2 separate regions of the Sus scrofa genome follow, and region 2 is linked to region 1. Evidence: chromatin contacts called from public Hi-C data. All regions are on one chromosome and are shown on one strand. The core of a region is the stretch at or near the end of the contact, and the rest is flanking DNA. Distances in the headings are between cores, read along the strand shown.

Region 1 (3,029 bases), core at 482-2,981:
AGGGAAGAGAGGCCTGGGGACTGGCCTGAGCTGGGAAGACTGGGAGGGAGACAGCCTCGGGGACAGAGGGAGGAGTAGAGGCTCTTCTGTGGCCTGTCCCCAAAGACCCACTGCAGCCAGGCAGGGGATGCGATAAAAGCCCTCAGAACCAGAGGGAATCCTGGTTCTGGGACATATAGTGACTCTGGCTCTGGAACACAAGACCAATGGAGGCAGAAAGCAAGGTGTTTTGGAAAGGTTTGGGGGCCCAGGTTGTGGAGAGAGAGGACCTAGCAGGGCTCTAGGTCCCCTGGGAAGGGGAAGTGACCGGGCCTAGGAGAACTGGCGGTGCACTCTGAAGGAGGGAGAAGCTGCCCAAAGCCACAGGAGGGCATCCAGGCAGAGAGAGCAAGATGACCCGAGGACAGACAGGTGGCCCAGAACCAGAAAGAGGAGGGTGCTCTGAGTGTGCCCAGAAAAAAGGGTAACGCTGCAGGCCCACACAAAGCAAGAGGACAGAGTGAAAGAGAAGTGTGTGGAGAAAGAGAAACATCCCCAAGAGAGAGCCTACAGTGCAAGGCCAGAGGTGGCACAGAGGGAGAATGAGGAGGGCACGCAGGTGAAGGGGGCAGGAGAGAGAGCAGGAGGTGAGCCAGGCGAGGGAAGCATCCACTTGAGGAGCAGAGCGCCTTGAGGGCGATGGCTCAGGAAAGAGCACCCTTACATGGCAACAGATGGCAGAGACCAAGGATGAAGAGCAGAAACCTGAAGGAAAGGGCATGGAAGGCTCGGGGGCTGGCCGAAGAAACGGCCCAGGCCAGAGAGCGGGAAAAGAAGCAGCACAGGCCCAGAAGAGAGGAGGAGGACGCTCAGGGAAAGTGGTACCTGCCTGGACTAGGGGAAACAGTGGGTACCGGTGAAGCTGGGAGAAGTGGCGGACTCGAGAAAGTGGGGCAGCATTCGATGGCAGAGTAGAGGTGGCACGGGCCAGGCTGGTTAAGAGCGCTCAAGGTGGGGAAAGAGCAGGGCGAAAGAGACAAGACGAGGATGGACTGGCCTGAGGCCCTCAGCAGTGGCTCGAGTCCGGAGAGAGGGCAGCGCAGGATGGCAAAAACCAGGCCAGTTCAAGTGGCTCAGGACTGGAAGAGGGGAGCTCCAGGTGGGTGGGATGGGAAAAGGACTCAGCACGGGATGATAAAGGACCGGGGCAGCATCGACGGTGCAGACCACGACTGGCAAGGGTGACTCTGGACTGGGAGGGAGGGTGCTCGAGGCAGCGCAGACCCAGGGCGGATCGGAGCCCGGGCGGGGGCGCTGACCTGGTGCAGGGCGCTGATGCCGTCGGCGTTGGTGGAGTCGAGCACGGCGCGGGCTGGCGGCGGGGCGGAGGGGTCCAGCTCGGCGTCAGGGTCGGGGTCGGCCGCGCGCAGCATCAAGCGCGCCTCGTCCAGGTCGCCACCCGCGCAGGCCGCCAGAAACTCGGCGGCGCGCTCGAAGCGCACGGTACGGGCGCGCCGTTCCCCGGGGCCCGGCTCGGCGCCTGCCCGCGCCCCCCACTGCCGCAACTGCTCCCGCCGCCGCTCACGGGCTGCCGCCGCCGCCGCCCCCGGGCCCGCCCCTGGGCCATCCTCGCCCGACATCGCGCCGCCCGCTCGCCCGCCAGGTAAGAAGCGAGCGAGCGAGCGAGCGAGCGACCAGCTCCGAGGCGTCGCCGACGCCCGCCCTCCTCCGGGCCGCCGGGAATTGCGTCCCGCCCCGCGCCGCCAGAGGATCTACCGGTCCCCGCCCGGCACGTGACGTCACCACGCCGACTCGGGGCCCGCTGGGAAATGGAGTCCACAGGCTGGAGAGGCAACCGGCAACCGCCTGAGGGCGGACCGCGGGGAACTCTGGGAAGTGGAGTCCATAAACGGAAATGGATCTCTGCAATAGTCCCGCCCCGAGGCACACTGGGAAATTCGCAGCTCCGCGGTGTCAAAAGGAAATCTGATTGGCGTGCTGGGAAGTGGAGTCTACAGGCGGGAGGTCGGCCCCAGGGCATGCAGGAAATGCCGTTCGCAGCATCCAGGTGACGAAGGGCTGGCCCCCGGGGACCTACTAGGAAATGGACTCGACAACCCGAAAAGTACAGAAGTTTTCCGTTTTCCCCTTTTTCATGTCATGTACTTTATTTACTTTGGGTTTGTCGCGCCCTTCAACAAGAAATAAGCCCCAGGAAGACCGGGATTTTTGTGTTGTGTGCTTTCCTTGTTCCCAGTACCTAGTAGAACGCGATCGGAAATAGTTTTTTGAATGAATGAATGAATGAGAGAACGGATTCTCTAGGTCGTGGGAAACACCAGGATACTATGGGAAATTGAGTCCGCAACCCTTGGATCATCAAGAAAATTGCAAGCCTTCCTGGGTGACCGCCCAGGGCATGCTGGGAAATTATGTATGCGGTACAAAGGTCATGACAATGGGCCGCTGGTCGCGCTGGGAAATGTAGTCCTAGGCAGAGCCCCCAAACACCCCAAGAAATAAGATTCGAGGGCAAGATAAGTCCAGAGTCCCCGAGTAACCCCTGGATCACATCGGGAAGGGAACCTGCGAGGTAGGATCCACAAATGAAAATGCCCGCAGAGCCTTAAACTGGCCCTCTCTGCCATTGCAATCACCCTGAGGCGTGGAGCACGCTGGGAAGTGTAGGCCGGGCTCTATATCCTCGCAAGCAATGCTGGGATTTGTAGTCCAGATGAGGCGTTCTAGTTGATGTGGCGGGCTAGTACGTAGCACCATAAAGCAAGAAATGAACCTTAGCTTGCGTGTTCGATTCCAGGCCTTGCTCAGTGGATTGAGGATCCGGCGTTGCCGTGAGCTGTGGTGCAGGTCGCAGACGCAGCTCGGACCCTGAGTTGTTATGGCTGTGGGGTAGGCCAGCAGCTCCCATTCAACCCCTAGCCTGGGAACTTACATATGCTGAAGGTGGGGACCTAAAGAGCAAAAGGAAAAGAAAAAAGAAAAAAGAAAACTATCCCCGTCTTAAGTACCTTGCACCTGAATCCTCATTG
Region 2 (2,915 bases), core at 66-2,565, 1.1 Mb after region 1:
AGCAGTGTTCTAAGTGCTTTGCATGTATTCACTCATGAATCCCCACCCTGGAAGAGGGTGATGGAAAAAGAAAATCAAAGGCGACCCTTCCATGTTTGGGGTGGGCATTTGTATGGATGATGGGTTTATCATCTAACATGGTAGAAAACTGGGGGAAAAGCAAGATTCTTTGCTGGGGGGAGGGGCAAAAATTCTCTTCTGCCCACCTTATGGTTTGAGATGCCTGTTCAAAAATCCAAGTGGAGACGTCAAGTGGGCAATCGGATGTGAGTGGGAACAAGAACATCGTGTTCCTGGAGCAGCAAAGATTCCGGTGTGGCTGGAACACATTGGGCAGGAGAGGCAAGGTGGGCAGAGAGGTGGGCCAGGGTAGGTTGGGTGACAATGAGGGGGTTGGCTTTCACCCAGTCTCGGACAGGAGGTTCTGACTCAGCCACTGACCACTTGTGAAACCAGGGGAAAAGTTCTTGTCCAGCTAATGAATGCTTGTGATGTGCCAGCCACCGTCACACCCTGTCTGCACATCAGTCCAGAAGGTGGGGGCGGGGGAGTCTCCTTCTCACCCTGCCCCGAGGAGACGAGGTGGGGAGGAGGCAATCACAGCCTTAGGTCCAAGCGGCTCCTGTTGTCCTCAGGCCTGGAACTGTCTGTGCATCGAACTGTAACTCATCTTTTCTGAGTTCCTGCCCTTGCTGGGACGTGCAGATTGAGACCCTGACCTACGAGGGTGCGTCGGGGACGTGCAGGCAGCACCCTTCCGACTCACACGGGGGAAACGGAGGCCAGAAACCGCCTGCCATTCTCCCAAGGGATGAGCAAGGTGCCTGGGTCCGCCCTCGAACCACACACTCCCCTCCAGCCGGCTGCAGCCTCACACCGCGATCCGGCTTCTTTCTCCCACCTCACTCACTTGTTCTGCCCGGATGGGGGAGGGGTGAAACCTGACCCGTTGTCAAGGAGACGCACCCTGTAGGCCCAGATTGGTGCAGAACTCTGGCCTGGGCCCCTCCTCCTCGCCCTCCCGCTCCTCGGGCCTGGGGGCCCTCATTTCCCGAGGGCCTGCCGCTCCGCGCCTCCTTCGGTCTCCATGGAAACGCCGCCACAGCTCCTCCCCCTCTCCGCCCACCGGCTGCTCATCCTGGCACGTTTGCGCATGCCTGGGGCCCAGGCCCCGGCCAATGGGAAGGCCCCGGCCAATGGGAAGGCCCCAGTGCGTTCTGGGTAATGTAGTCCAAAAAACCCTGGAGCGGTAAGAGAGGCCATGTTTGCGAGGGCCAATAGGTCGCTGGGAGGGCTTCGGTGCATCTTGGGAAATGTAGTTCTGGTGCTTGTGGAGCCATTCGGAGATGGGCGTGAGTGGGTCGCCACGGCGAGAGCCAATAGAAAGCCACCGTTGTTGCGATCCTTCCTGGGAGATGTAGTTCTAGGTGAGGCCGGCGGGGCCGTTGAGGGGAACAGATCCCTGGGTCTCTGGGAGTGTTGAGGGGAGGGGGACGGATGAGTTTGGCGCAAAGCCTGCCGGGGCATGGAGTTCTGATGAGCTCTGTGCGCATGTGCGAGGAGGCGAGGGGGTTTGGGGGGCCTCGCCCGGGAGAGTAAGGTGAGCGAGGGAGGAAAGGAGGGAGGGATCGGAGGGGGGCAGTTGGGCGAGCTTTGGGGAGAAGGGGTCCGGAGGAGGGAGGGACGGGAGAGTTGGCGGGAGGGAATAAGAAGGGGGCCGGGATGAAGGGGGAGGGGGAGGGAAGCGCGGACGGGAGGGGGAGGGCCCGGAAGGAGGAGGGGGTGTGGGCCCCGGAGGCGGAGAACGCCGGGGAGAGTTGGAAACTGAGGGAGGGGGCGGGGGAGGGCCGAGGGGGGTGGGCTGGGCCCTGCGATGGAGTCTGGGGGCGCAGGACCAAGCCGGTCAGAGAGGTTTGCGGAAAGGGGCTCGGGGCGGGGCGGGGCGGGGGGGGTGGTCCTCACGCGGGCGGGGTGCAGGTGGCTCCCCTCGTGCGTGTCCGTACAAGTTCGGTCGCACTTTCATGGAGTTGTGAGATTCCTGCGGATGAGACGAATTGCCTTGTTTCTGTCTCGATGGAGCTCCCCCCCCCCCCCCCCCCGCCTAGCTTGTTGCAAGGGATTAGGTTCGTGGGCGTGCAGCTCTTCAAGGCTGTGTTTGCTCTTGTTATCATCTGAAGCTGCCCTCCTCCCTGTCAGCCCCAGTCACCCAGTTTTATTTCCTGGTTTAACCCTTATTCCAGCTCGAACTTCGGTGTAATGCAGGTGTTTTTGTTTATGGCGGTATCCCCAGCACCTCACAAAGTAACAGTAACAGGAAAGGTTCGCTCCGGTTGGGGGCTTGGTTAGCACAGCCGAGTGTTGTTCTCAGCATCTTTGTTTTCCCCACATCTTGAATTCTTACCGCGACTCTTGGGTTAGTAGGACTCCTCTTCCCATTTTACACCCCGGGCAGGGCAACTCTGTGTGAAAGGCGTCGTACCTTGTTCAAGGACGAAGAGCTGGGAGGTGGCAGAACTGGGATTTGCTCCAGAGCCCTTTGCCCTGAGTAAATATTTGTCCATTGGGCCGGTGGCTCTCAACCAGGGGCGACTGTGCCACCCCCCCATCCCCAAGGGGACTTGTAGCGCTGTCTGGAGTCACAGTTGCGGAGATACTGCTGGCATCTGTTGCTAAGAGGCCAGCGATGCTGCCAAACATTGTAGGATGGCTCTTACAACGCAGTTATCCAGCCCCACATAACACTAGTGTAAGGGTAGGAAACCCAGGGGAGACAGGCAGGTCTTCATTGAATGCTTCCTTCTGATTCATCCTCCTGGCATCCCTGTTGGGAAAGCTACTGTTAGACCTATACTGCAGGTGGCGAAGGAAGCCCAGGGAAGGCCAGTCACAAGTCCAAGGTCGCACCATGGAGAGAT

Evidence for each region. A called contact is a pair of places that touch in the nucleus more often than the background predicts.
Region 2: a Hi-C map of liver shows a contact between it and region 1, with 6 times the contacts expected there. The contact joins the promoter of ZNF444 here to the promoter of PPP1R12C in region 1. A contact is called at or near these places in 1 of 5 promoter capture datasets (liver) and 5 of 47 Hi-C or Micro-C datasets (heart right ventricle, liver, mesenteric adipose tissue and 2 more).

The regions. Positions count from the first base shown.
Region 1 is chr6:59,345,446-59,348,474 of Sscrofa11.1, forward strand. It overlaps PPP1R12C (protein phosphatase 1 regulatory subunit 12C), which reads right to left and starts at 1,732. Exons shown (of 20, transcript XR_002344812.1): 1 at 1,299-1,732.
Region 2 is chr6:60,456,692-60,459,606 of Sscrofa11.1, forward strand. It overlaps ZNF444 (zinc finger protein 444), which reads left to right and starts at 1,316. Exons shown (of 4, transcript XM_021095118.1): 1 at 1,316-1,427. It overlaps LOC102159166 (a long non-coding RNA gene), which reads right to left. Exons shown (of 3, transcript XR_002344832.1): 1 at 2,402-2,915; 2 at 1,963-2,038; 3 at 1,324-1,408.